3 separate regions of the Zea mays genome follow, and all the other regions are linked to region 3. Evidence: chromatin contacts called from public Hi-C data. All regions are on one chromosome and are shown on one strand. The core of a region is the stretch at or near the end of the contact, and the rest is flanking DNA. Distances in the headings are between cores, read along the strand shown. Region 1 holds the start of LOC542507 (cytokinin oxidase 2). Region 2 holds the start of LOC118476712. Region 3 holds the start of LOC103650771.

Region 1 (4,085 bases), core at 542-3,041, 310 kb before region 3:
ACCTTAACCGTGCGCAACTAGATTAACTTATTATTTGTGACAGTAATTTTTGCAAGTGAAGGAAGTTACTTTGATTTGTTCACTGGATAAAGCAATATAGGACCATTGTTGCTATCTTTCAGGATCCTGCCAAAGACTTCCGTAGCAAATCTGCGGATTGAGCTCCTCGGTATCAGAAGATTCAACCAAGGGTGTGGAACTTCCCAGAGGCTTTGTGCCCTCAGCTTCAGCTCAGAGGTGTGCACCCTGTCCAAAAACTCCAGGTACGTGACATCGGTGTGGAATAGAGTAGACTGTATGAATCTAAGCCGAGATAGCAGTACAGCAACTTCCTGTAAACATAAAATTTACAGTTATTATCATTGGAGTCTAATATCTTGGTGCAAAGTGAAATAACAGGCTCACCTGTTCCATGGTATCAGTGTCGCCACTATTGAAGTTCTTGGTTAGTTCGAGGCAGTATAGCACTCTTCCATCTGACTGGAAATGGCTTGCTTGGACTGGGTCCTGTGGCTTGAAGGACGCCCTCCAGTTGTTGAGGATGCCTGTCCTGTTTATGATGACAAAACCTTCAATGTAGTCAAAGGAGTTCTCTGCCATGATCAACATCTCCTGGTCTTCGGTGAAGCTTTCAAAATCCGAGTAAAGAACTCTTATCCACCTCACCTGTCATTGTATATATATACATCCATTTACTAAATGACTGCATGCTGTCTGGAGATTTCATTTAACTGAATCGCTTGTCTGATGACTTACCATCTCTGGAGCAGGCTCAAGTGCAATCCTTGCTCTGGTTATGATCCCGAACTGACCAAGACCGCCGAGAGCAGCATAGAAGAGATCAGAGTTATCCTCGGGTGAGCAGGTAACGACGTCTCCCCTTCCTGCATTTGGTTTTTACGATTATTACGATCAGCGACTGTTTTTTTTTATGTTTCGTTATGTATGCTCCAAGCTAGTTGATTGAATGCTTTGTGAGTTCGTTTGAGACCTGTCACAATCTCCAGTTGATTGACATTGCTGACCTGCGGTCCGTGGCGGAACGCCTGGCCGCTGACCCCCGCATTAGACAAGGTGCCACCGACCGTGAGATGGAGATAGTCCGTCCACGACTTGGGTGCCAGGCCGTGCTTCAGCGTCTCACGCAGGACATTGATCCAGAGCTCTCCTCCGGGGGCATCGACAAAGCCGTCGTGGACCTGGAGCCTAGCGCCCCGGAGCGACTCCATCCTGACCACGATCCCCTGGGCGGCCTGGGACTGACCCATGAGGGAGTGTCCATGCCCGCGCGCCGCGACGGTGAGCGGCGAGCCCTCGCCCAGGGAGAAGACGTGCCTCACGGTGGCGGCGATATCGGAGACCGAGCCTGGGTGGAGCACGGCGGCCGGCAGGAAGCTGCACTGGTTGCCGAAGTCCCGCGCCATGGCGGAGACGTCATGGAAGCTGAAATGACCGTCGAGGCGCAGCGCGCCGAGGGGCGATAGCATGTCCTCGTCGGGGACGTGCATGGTCAGCCTGGCGAGCGCCAGCAGGACCAGCAGCTTGAAGCAGTGCACCAGTGATGGCGGCTTCATGGTAGTCAGCCGGCCGGGCTCAATTTATAATTCGACAAACCAACAAAAAGGAGGGGAGTTCGGCAGGTTGGTGCTGGGCAGTTGGGGAGCTTGGAATCAGAAGGCAGAGAGAGAGAGAGAGAGAGAGAGAGAGAAGAGGGGGTTTCCTGGTTGCGCGCCAAGTTTCTTGAGGTGCAACGAGGTAAGACTAGAGGAGGAAGACGGAAGGAGGGTTGAAGAAGGCGGTGGCTGTCCATGCAGGGGAGGGAGGGGGCCTCTCTATATAGGAGCTTGCGGCTTGCCTCGCGACTCGCGAGGAGGAGTGTGGGTGGTGCGGTGGTCAGCTAGTCAGCTGTGGGCGCTAGCTGTTTGGTAAAAACCGTATGGCGACTGTCTGCTTGCCGGCTTGCTTGCTTGCCGGTTGCGAATTGAGGCGCAGACATGTGCTAGTGGTGCATTGCGGAAGTTTCTTTTTAGAGCATGATGTTCTCGCTTTGTAGCTGCTGTCTTAAGCAACGGGGGAACATGTGTTGGCTAGTTAACAGCCTAATGGAGACGACATAGCCACATATAGGTGAGACTGTGTGTGTGAGAGAGGGAGAGGCAAAAGAAGGGGGGCAGGATCGGATCCTCTGTTCCAGTATCACCGGCTCTCTCTCCGGACAGTCACATGGCTTGCATGCGTCTGTCCCTGGGCAAGCCCACAGGACATCCCTATGTTCTGCTCGCTGGTCATATGCTGTTGGATTGGAGCTCACCAACACTAATCAGCCTCTGATTCTGTGGCCTCACTGCCCTGCTCTCCTCCTCCATTTTCCCATGCCTGTACTGTAGAGGATCAGTTCCATGGTGACCCGGCCGGCCATCGTTGTTGAGCTTGAGCTGTGAGCTCAGCTTGTCCGTCTGGGAATTGATTGACAGGTTGGAGTTGGAGAGCAGCTAGCAGACACCAGGGGTCCTCACAAGTTAGTTTCTGGAAATCTAATAGCATCCGGGTGATGGCAACTTGGGCACACATGCGCGACCACTTCTGTGGTACGACTTGGACCGTCGCGTTTGCTGCCGCCTTTCCCCTTCCTCTGCGTATGTTTGCATGTGGAAGACGAGGCATACATACGCACACATGCGTACGCGGCACACCAAGCTCGTGTCGATTCTGTGTGGACGCCATGGAGTCCAGATCGACGACGTCGCGGAGGATAGCCTACTGGAGCCGAACGCAAGCAGCGGCGGATCGTCCGAGCAAGTCAAGCAGAGCAGCAGATTGCTATTGCTAGCTGGTCAGTCAGAACACTCGTGACTTGTAGGGCTGAGCCGATGATGTCGCTCGCTGTTGGTGTCAAGGAATTTATGCTAGTGCAGAGGTGAAACCGACACGATGGACACCGGCAGACGGCAACGCATCGGGATGCGACCAAGTGGTTCGGTCCGTTCCGTTCCGTTCCTGTGCGGCGGAGCGGAGCACTAGGCGATGGAGCTAGCTGGAGCAGGAAGCAAGCGAAGGGGACGGAGCCCATGCGTCGTCGTCGGGGTGGAGGCAGGGAGGCCACTTCGACCGTCCATCCTGTCCGCGCGCATGCATTACTTTGCCTGGTACTGGTAGGCAGACTCCACAACGGAGATTCTTGTCCACTCTCCACCTCATCCGTGCCAAAACTTACCTGTCTTCAGTGATTCGCCTAAAATAGGGTATATGACAACTGTTTGCAAAATAAAGTTTGAAATAAGGGATGTCATAGAAAATCTGCCGCAGATGGCCTAACAACTCAAATAGTAACACCTATATATTATATATACTACTACTATTAAAAAAATCTAGAGGGCCCTAATACTTGCGCAGCTTTTGCAATGCAAGCTGTTCCCGCCCCGATGGTAAACAAACATGTGAGGAACTATTCTAGTAATGGTTAAACTTATTCTTGTGATAAGTCTACAAATTTTACAGGGAAAAAAAGAGAAACATACCTGCTATGTAGCACATTCTGCAAATGGCTTTGTTTGCATTAGACCGTAATAATGAACAAAATGAAAAAGTGGTGTGTATGTTATGTATATTAAGAGACCGGCCCTCTGGCTTGGAAAGGCAAAAGCACACACATGTTTAGTGCTCACCACAGGCCACCTTCCAGAACACGGCCTCGGCCTGGCCTTCAAGCGCTGGGACCAACCACTACACCAAGAACGGTGGATCGTGGACGGATGGCGTGGCGCCACTGATTCATTGTGTTGCCAAATGACAGCCTTTTATGCGTTTGACCTTGACGGCGCCCGTCCGTTGCAATGCACCGTTGTGCCAATGTGGTCCACACAATTCATCGTCAGCAGTCACATGTATGTATGCTAGCTGGAAAGCCAAAATGCACACTGTGCTTTGAGCCTACGTACAGATTTATATATGCATGGATTCGGCATTTAACGGCCAGACGGAACAGAAGGAGATTTTTCTCCATTTAATTATCTACAAAGATACAGTATGTCAGTATCACTTTAGCTGATGGTCAGTTTTCTGACCAGTTTAAGAGAATGATGATA
Region 2 (3,852 bases), core at 70-2,569, 340 kb before region 3:
CTCTATGTTGTGTTCTGCATCTTTGGATTCATGCTTCCCAATGTCAAGTACATGATCCATATCATATCTATGTTGGAAACCTTCCTGCTCAGCTGTGCATATTACTGCAGAATGTTTCATGTTTATGCGTCATTGGGTGTTAAATATAGGCTTAATTAGGTTTAATAAATCCGTCTCGTATTTTAGTCTTCATCTGCGTAATTAGTTTTATAATTAAACTATATTTAATACCCATAAATATCATTCAAACATTCGATGTGACAGGAACTAAACTTTAGTTGGGTCGAACCAAACACTAAAAGGCAAAATCACGTTGGCGATTACCTAAACTAAAGCTTGTGCGCAGAAAATATTGCTGATACTTTAGTATATGCTTCTGTTTGTGTTCCAGCACACCACTTCTGGCTGCAATTCGCAAGGACGATTCACCAGATCTGAGCGAAGTCAGAAGGATATTGCAAGACCATCTGAAGGTCAGCTTTCCCGATCTCCCTGAAGTTAAGCATGTGTGTTCCTTCAACCTGTACTGAAGTTTTGGTGATTTTGCTGCAGATACCGGACACTCCTCTGAAAACTCGGAGGCTAGTCGTCAAAGTCTGCGACATCGTCACCCGGAGAGCTGCCCGCCTAGCCGCCGCTGGCATTGTTGGGATACTGAAAAAGCTGGGTCGGGATGGGAGCGGCATTGCCTCAAGCGGGAGAACGCGAGGGCAGCTGAGGCGGACGGTGGTGGCGATCGAGGGTGGCCTATATGAGGGCTACCCGGAGTTCAGGGAGTACCTAGATGAAGCCCTGGTGGAGATCTTGGGGGAGGAGGTGGCGCGGACGGTGACACTGGAGGTGACAGTGGATGGGTCTGGGGCCGGCGCTGCCCTCCTCGCCGCCGTACATTCGTCGAATAGACAGCAAGGTTCCATATAGGGAGAAGGGAAGATGGTGATACAGCCCCTCTGTGCAAATGTAAAAAGGGATATTATTTGATATCTATATTCATATATATAAAATCTGGTCTTGTGCAGAGAAATACCTGTTCTCCTATCTCAAGCTCTTATCACTCTTCTGCCTTGCTCTTGTGGATGTAGGCGTTGCTGTGTACTAGGTTTACCTTTTTTTTTCAGTGTGGAAGGGAATTATGATTCTTTGTAAGTCCGAGTTGCTGATGAACTGATCTTGTGACCAAAATGGCAAAATGTCATGAGTCATGACAAGCTGAGATAACCATTTTTTTTTTCTAATGTTGGACGCAGCAATGGACATCACATTGGTCCTTGAGGTTGAAGGATCATCTACTGAGTCATTTACTAAGAGATCAGAGATCAAACATTCATCAGATGGTCTGATTAGACAGGGGAGCACCAAACTGTATGAGCTGAGACGACTGGATCCTTGAGTAGTTAGAAAGAAGCCCAATAAGAGAATTGGCCCATACCATCAAGGCAGTACGTACGTGGGCCACGGGCCACAAACGGCAAAAGCCGGCGGAACCCAATTGCCATGGAACCCGGCGCGTGCCCCATTCGAAAAGGCGCGACGGCTTCTTCCAGAAGGCTCCGAGCCACACGTCGGCTCCTCCCGTCTCCTCTGCCTCCGCTCGCGCCTCCCGCCGTCTCTCTGTCGCCGTCGCCGTTCTGCCGCCGCCGGACACGTCGTGAGCTCTCTCTCTCCTGTGTGCACCTTCTCGATCTCCTTCTCCCGGATAATTGCACCCTCCATTTGCCGTTCTCATCCATGTGTTCTGTTCGATAGGGCTCCCCTATTCGACCATTCGTTTCTGTGCCTATCGTATCGAGGTTTCGCTCGTGCAGTTACAACAAGGATTGCACGGATTTTGCTGCGAATGGTGCACGGCCGGAGGATATTACGATACAATCGCAAGGTGAAGTGCCTTCTACACTTGGCAATTTCGCACCCTTAACGGTTGTTTGTTGCGTTTTGATCTCCACAAATCCGGTAATATAGCGGAATGACGCCCTTTTGCTATCAGTAGCATAGCAGAGCAGGAATTTGTTTGTGCATGTTTGGAATTTTGTCTGCATTGATGATGTGGGTAGCGCCGAATCCTTCTGACGTTTACAGTTTGATACGGCGTCTTGGTTTATCTGAAGGATAAGGTGGATTGGACTCTCTTGACGGTAACAATCCGGTCAATTAGAAGTAACTTCACATGAATGACTTTATATTTTAGTCTCACTCTCACATCAACTTACCTTTAATTTGACGTGGATTGGACTGACACATCACCAACCGGGAGAAGAAGACTAGTGAGACTTAGTCTTTTTTTTTCCTTCCTTTTTTATTCTGAGCCAACAATATAGCCTGGAAAAAGCACATTGATTCAGATGAGACGTTATAAGATCTGGTATTATGGAAATTTCCTTGACGTACGAGTTTTACAGGACGATCTTCGTTGTTAAAGGTTGTCTCTTATCACTATCAGCTATCAAAGGTGTGCGGAAAGTGGTGATGATAACAGAGGGACACAAAAGAGCTTTACTAAAACCAAACACAGATGTTCTCTCTCAATCATCTGCATTTCGTATTGTCCATATTTGAAGTAAGGTAACGCCAAGTGGTGGGCATATTATCGATCAAATGTTCAGAAGCACATGAATTCAATAGATATTGATATATGTATAATCTGAAGAAAATGAAAGGAAAGCTCCGTATTATAGCAGATACTAGATGGTGGTTCAGACACTTTTTTGGAGTCTTTGGTTGAAATGGTAAATAGTATGTACAACTCAACTGTGCTTTGAACTGGGAAAACAATTTCTTGTTTTTTTTCAAGTCGGTATATTCGTCGAGCTACACGCCTAACAAGTGCTACATGTATCCTCCTCATTCTTTGTACCAGAAACGAGATGCCTTTGTCAGAGAATGAACTTGAAATCGGCTTCTTGAATAATTGCAGCACGGCTGTTCAGAGAGTTGGTGGACATGTGCATCATGTTGCAAGCTGGTAAGATTGTACAAATAGTTACTGCTGAAAATTCGATCAGGCCAGGTTATTTAAATCCATAGTCTCTACCTAGTGGTGGTGGCAGAATCCTTGATCCTATCACGGTTGCAAAGTGACTAGTAATGTGGCATTGGGGGTCTGGGTTAGAATTTCTGGCTTCGGGAAGGCACCGTGGTGGTGTGGGTGCAGAGTGGCGGCATGTCAGTGAGCGAGGGAGGGAGAGAATGTGTAAGGGCCATTGAGGCCAGGCAAGATGTTTGCCTTGCTTGCTTTAAAACGGTTACATAACCCTTACAGATTTGGACTCTTAGGCCCTGTTTGGGAAAAAAGTTTTTGAAAACCACAGTTTTTGAAATACTACAGTATACTTTAGTCATGACAATACCGTAGTTTACAATACCACAATTTTGGAAACTGAGGTCTAGACCTAAGTTTAGAATACCTTAAAACAACTATAGTATTTGCAATACTTCAGTTTTGAAAACAGAGATTTTAGCCAGCTTGCCAAACACCATTATGTATATAATACTGCAGTATTTGAGAATACTGCAGTATTCTTCCAAAACTATGAAAAAACTTCACTCCCAAACACCCCCTTATTTTCTAACAAATCGATCCTATTTCCTAAACCAACTCAATCTCAAGCAAACTAGAGAAGAAATCCTTATAGATTTGGACCCACCTTTTCTAACAAACCAATCCTATTTTCTAAACCAACGCAATCTCTGGTTCTAAGAAATCTCTATTTTAACTACTCCGACTCATGCGCTACAGGGCTACTGCACGTGCTATAGTACTGGAGGTACGGTTCACACCGGGTCTAATTTGGGCGCAACACCTACGTGGCCCATTTTTCGACGCACACAAAAGATACCGGTTATAACATGTGGACC
Region 3 (3,699 bases), core at 1,073-3,572:
TTAAAATAGTAGTCATCGTTTTAGAGAATTAGTAGGTTTATATAATTTTTGAGTGATGCATGTGTTTTATATATGTGTTTAGATTCATCATCATTCATTTGAATATAGACATAAAAATCAAGAGCTAAAAGGACAACTATTTTGGAACGTAAGAGTATATTATAACATAAATGCAGACTATAATGGTTAACTAAGATAGGCAACAACCTTCTTTCTGATCGTGTCATTCAACACATATATTTGGCCTCCATCCGTGCCACCAGCACGCAAGGTGGTAGCGCGCGCATCCACGCTGGACCCGTCCATGCTTCAGCAGTGCAAATCCACACCACCACACAGGACACAGTCATGAGCTAGCGCGCACGGCCAATGCACATCTAACAATTAGCAGCGCGCATGTGCGCAACGCAAGAGGCAGGCTACAAGCTAGAGGGACAGGGGAGCAATGTCCTGTCTAATACTTCCCTAATTCTATAGGACATGTTAGTTTTTTAGCTAATTCTCATGTAAATAGTGCAAAAAATGCTTCTAACAGCCTCCCTAATCTAATTTGGTCCCCCTAATTTTGGATCCTGGCTTCGCCCCTGCTGCAAGCAGCACCATGGCAGGCCTGCTGCAGCACGCTAGTACATCAGGCCTGCGAGAACGTCGTCGTGGTACTCACCCCCAAAATGGCCGCTGGTGGCTCTTCCAAACATGCTTTAACTTATAGCCCCTCCTTTGATCCAATCCTGGATCCGCCACTGATGAGCATGCCATAAATTTACATCTTTGGTGTGTTTCACTTCCAGTATACATAAAACATATGGTAAATAGAGAATTGGAATAGACAGCTAAACACATGAATCGGAATTCAGTGCAGTCTTCAAATGGAAGGGGAAATTGATACTATTATGGAGCGAACGGATTGTTGGTGAATGCATATCCACAAACTAACTGTGTTCAGCAGCTAATGGCATTAATTGTGCAAATTACTATCTAGTTATATTATAACAGACAAGCAATAGATGGGCTCATGCTGTCTCTTATAAATGGACAATGTGGCAGGTAACATACTGGAATTGTTAGCTTGGACTATAGACATCAGGTTCGTTTGTCAGAGATCTTGCAAAACACAAATGAGCTTTCCACATGATAGATTTGTTGTAAACTGATCGAGAATTCTACTATTGAGGGGGTGTTTGAATGCATTAGAGTTAATTGTTAGTTGGCTAAAAAATTGCTAGTGGAATTAGCTAGCTAACTATTAGCTAATTGCTAAAAGTAGCTAATAGTTAATCTATTAGCTAGACTGTTTGAATATCTTTAGCTAATTTTAGTAGATAACTATTAGCTCTAGTGCATTCAAACATGATCTTAATCATGACCTTGATCAAGCAGCTTATCATGCATGCCACGAATCATAATATTTTTCTTGCAACCAATACCATTCAGCTTCCTCAAGGAAACTTGTGGTGATTGAGTTTAAAATACGCAGGCAGAGACAAGAGAGATTCTTACTTGCAGAGCTAATCATTTGAGTAGGTGTAATGATACGAGGTATTGGATCCAACGAGGCCTCAATTCCCTTGGCGAGGGAAATTATCACCGGGACACTAATCCTCTCCTTCCAATACTCGCTGATCTCATCAAACACCTCCCTCGTCTCGGTGGACGGCACCCCATTCACGACGATGTCGGCATCCCAGACGGCCTCCTGCAGGTTAGTGACGACCTTGAGAGGGCAGAGCGGCGTCTCGATCATGTTCAGGCAGAAGCCGTCCTTGAGTATCTCGTCGGCATACAGCGTGCGGTCTCCGAGCCGCGCCTCGACGTACTTGAGGTAGGCGCAGCGGCGGATGAGGCGCCTGAGCACGTCCTCCCTGGAGTTGATCACCTCGAACAGGTGCTCCGCGGTGGAGCGGTCCACCGTCCGGCCCGGGCGACGCCAGATCCTTATCTGCACCTTGTCCCGGAAATGGCCGTACGCGTCCTGTAGTAGCGCGGCGAAGACGCTGCCCCACGCGCCGGCGCCGACGCTGACGATCTTGAGAAGGTCCCCCTCCGACTTGCCGAGCAGCCGGCGCAGCTCGTCCAGCCGCTCCTCCGTGGCCGTGCCATTGCCGCCGTGGACCGATCCATTGACGTGCACGCTCCCAACCATTTCCCGAGCTCAGGAGTCAGTGCAGCGGGAACGGTTCAGCTCACAGGCGCGCCCCCCCTCAGCCTCAGGCAGTAAATTAATCGAGCACCTTGAGCGCGAGCGCGAGGTATTCCCACCCTCCCAGAGCGCGATTCCTGCGTCATCGAACGACCCCGCCGCGCGCGAGACCGCTCCGACCGCCGCTCACCAACCGCGGACCTAACGCAACGCCCTCCGATCCTCGCCTCAGAAAACTCCGAGAGCTGGTCATCCACCGCCACCTACAATTCAAGCACAGGACAGGACGGAATCAAGCGCGGCACGGCACCGATGTGTAGCAGGGCCGCAGGGATGAATAAGTAAGGAGATGACGAGCGCCGGCGGTGGCAAAGCAAGCGGCCGCCTTTACGTCGCCACCCACCTCCAGCTCAAGGACCCCGGGGGCGGAGCTGGCCGGCAGCCAGCACTGGAGTGAGAAGGAGGGGCGCGGGGTGGGTGGCGGATGGGGATGAGGATGGACGGACGCAACGGCCCGGCCGGCGCTGTATTGGAAGCAAGTGCCCGATCGGCGTGAATAAAAGTAGATGGGGGCGGGGGCGGCCCGGAGGTGGGTGGAGGCGTTAATGGGCATGGATGGCGCCAACCATGCAGTGCCCGCCATTAATGAGCAAGCGAGCGAGGGCCGGGAGTGCCGTAGTGGAGTGGGGGAGGAGGATGAGAGGGCCGGGACAAGACAAGACAAGCATCTGCTTCAGTGCTTCGCTCGCAGCTTCCCGAACTGGTTATTGACGAAGATGGATTTTTGAGTGATGAAGCGAACTGCTGCGATCGACACCGATGCGCCAGCGACGACGACAGAGATGGGGGATGAGTACTCGATGGGGAGGGATATGGGGGATGCTATCACGAAACAGGCAACAGATCGAGTTGATCGCTGTCTTCGTTGACACTGGCACATACGTGCACATGCAGGACTGGGACAGGCGAGCAACATCCGCAAGTATCGCTGTCCACGATTTTCCGCGAGCCTGTATGGTCGCAACTCGAACGGCCTACTGTTATGCTCAGAGATCAGAAGTGGAAGAAGAATCAGAGATTAGAGAAGAACAGTGAACAGGAGGCAGAAGGCGACGGATGTTATTGCGTATGAGTTTGTTTAAGTTTTGCATGCCTCTTCAGAAACCACAGACTAGGTATTATACCGTCACATGGGCTGGCCCTGAATTACAAGAGACTAGGATTACACAGCCCATTCTGGGCTCATCACACAAACGTTGGTGCGTCGAGTGCGTTTGCCGCCGAGTGCTGCCTGTTCCACTTCCGTCTCTTCCACAGCCTCCTCCTCCACAGAGGTGCTGACAGTCCCCTCTCCTTTGGAAGCGGCTTGTCCCCAAGCCGGCGCGTTCGGAAACGCAGCTTTCAGGGCCTCAGCGTCCTCCCATATCGCTAAGGCGGGATCCCAACCTGACCACACCACTTTGATTTGTGGAATCAGAGCTCCTCCTCGCTGAATAATGCGGTGAGCCAGAACCTGGACAGGCACTTGAAAACTAGGATTAGCATCAGGTAACTGAGGA

Evidence for each region. Hi-C and Micro-C count contacts between places; a contact is called where the count stands out from the background.
Region 1: a Hi-C map of leaf shows a contact between it and region 3, with 5 times the contacts expected there. The contact joins the promoter of LOC542507 here to the promoter of LOC103650771 in region 3. A contact is called at or near these places in 11 of 25 Hi-C or Micro-C datasets (bundle sheath, ear, endosperm and 5 more) and 1 of 3 datasets of contacts at active chromatin or transcription factors (leaf).
Region 2: a contact with region 3 is called in a Hi-C map of ear, with 5 times the contacts expected there. The contact joins the promoter of LOC118476712 here to the promoter of LOC103650771 in region 3. A contact is called at or near these places in 4 of 25 Hi-C or Micro-C datasets (ear, endosperm, leaf and 1 more).

Annotation. Positions count from the first base shown.
Region 1 is chr3:154,305,658-154,309,742 of Zm-B73-REFERENCE-NAM-5.0, forward strand. LOC542507 (cytokinin oxidase 2) reads right to left here and starts at 1,792. Exons shown (of 5, transcript NM_001112056.2): 1 at 992-1,792; 2 at 757-884; 3 at 406-666; 4 at 70-332. The coding sequence starts at 1,574. LOC103650766 (a long non-coding RNA gene) reads left to right here and starts at 123. Exons shown (of 4, transcript XR_564373.4): 1 at 123-642; 2 at 771-865.
Region 2 is chr3:154,283,290-154,287,141 of Zm-B73-REFERENCE-NAM-5.0, forward strand. LOC118476712 reads left to right here and starts at 1,320. Exons shown (of 4, transcript XM_035966345.1): 1 at 1,320-1,666; 2 at 1,747-1,876; 3 at 2,855-2,959; 4 at 3,033-3,852. The coding sequence starts at 1,495. The coding sequence ends at 3,075. It overlaps LOC103650768 (hexokinase-3), which reads left to right. Exons shown (of 9, transcript XM_008676343.4): 8 at 392-473; 9 at 553-1,235. The coding sequence ends at 921.
Region 3 is chr3:154,617,456-154,621,154 of Zm-B73-REFERENCE-NAM-5.0, forward strand. LOC103650771 reads left to right here and starts at 2,323. Exons shown (of 1, transcript XM_008676344.4): 1 at 2,323-3,699. It overlaps LOC100273469 (Glycerol-3-phosphate dehydrogenase [NAD(+)] GPDHC1 cytosolic), which reads right to left and starts at 2,647. Exons shown (of 6, transcript NM_001147906.1): 1 at 2,544-2,647; 2 at 1,501-2,403. The coding sequence starts at 2,143.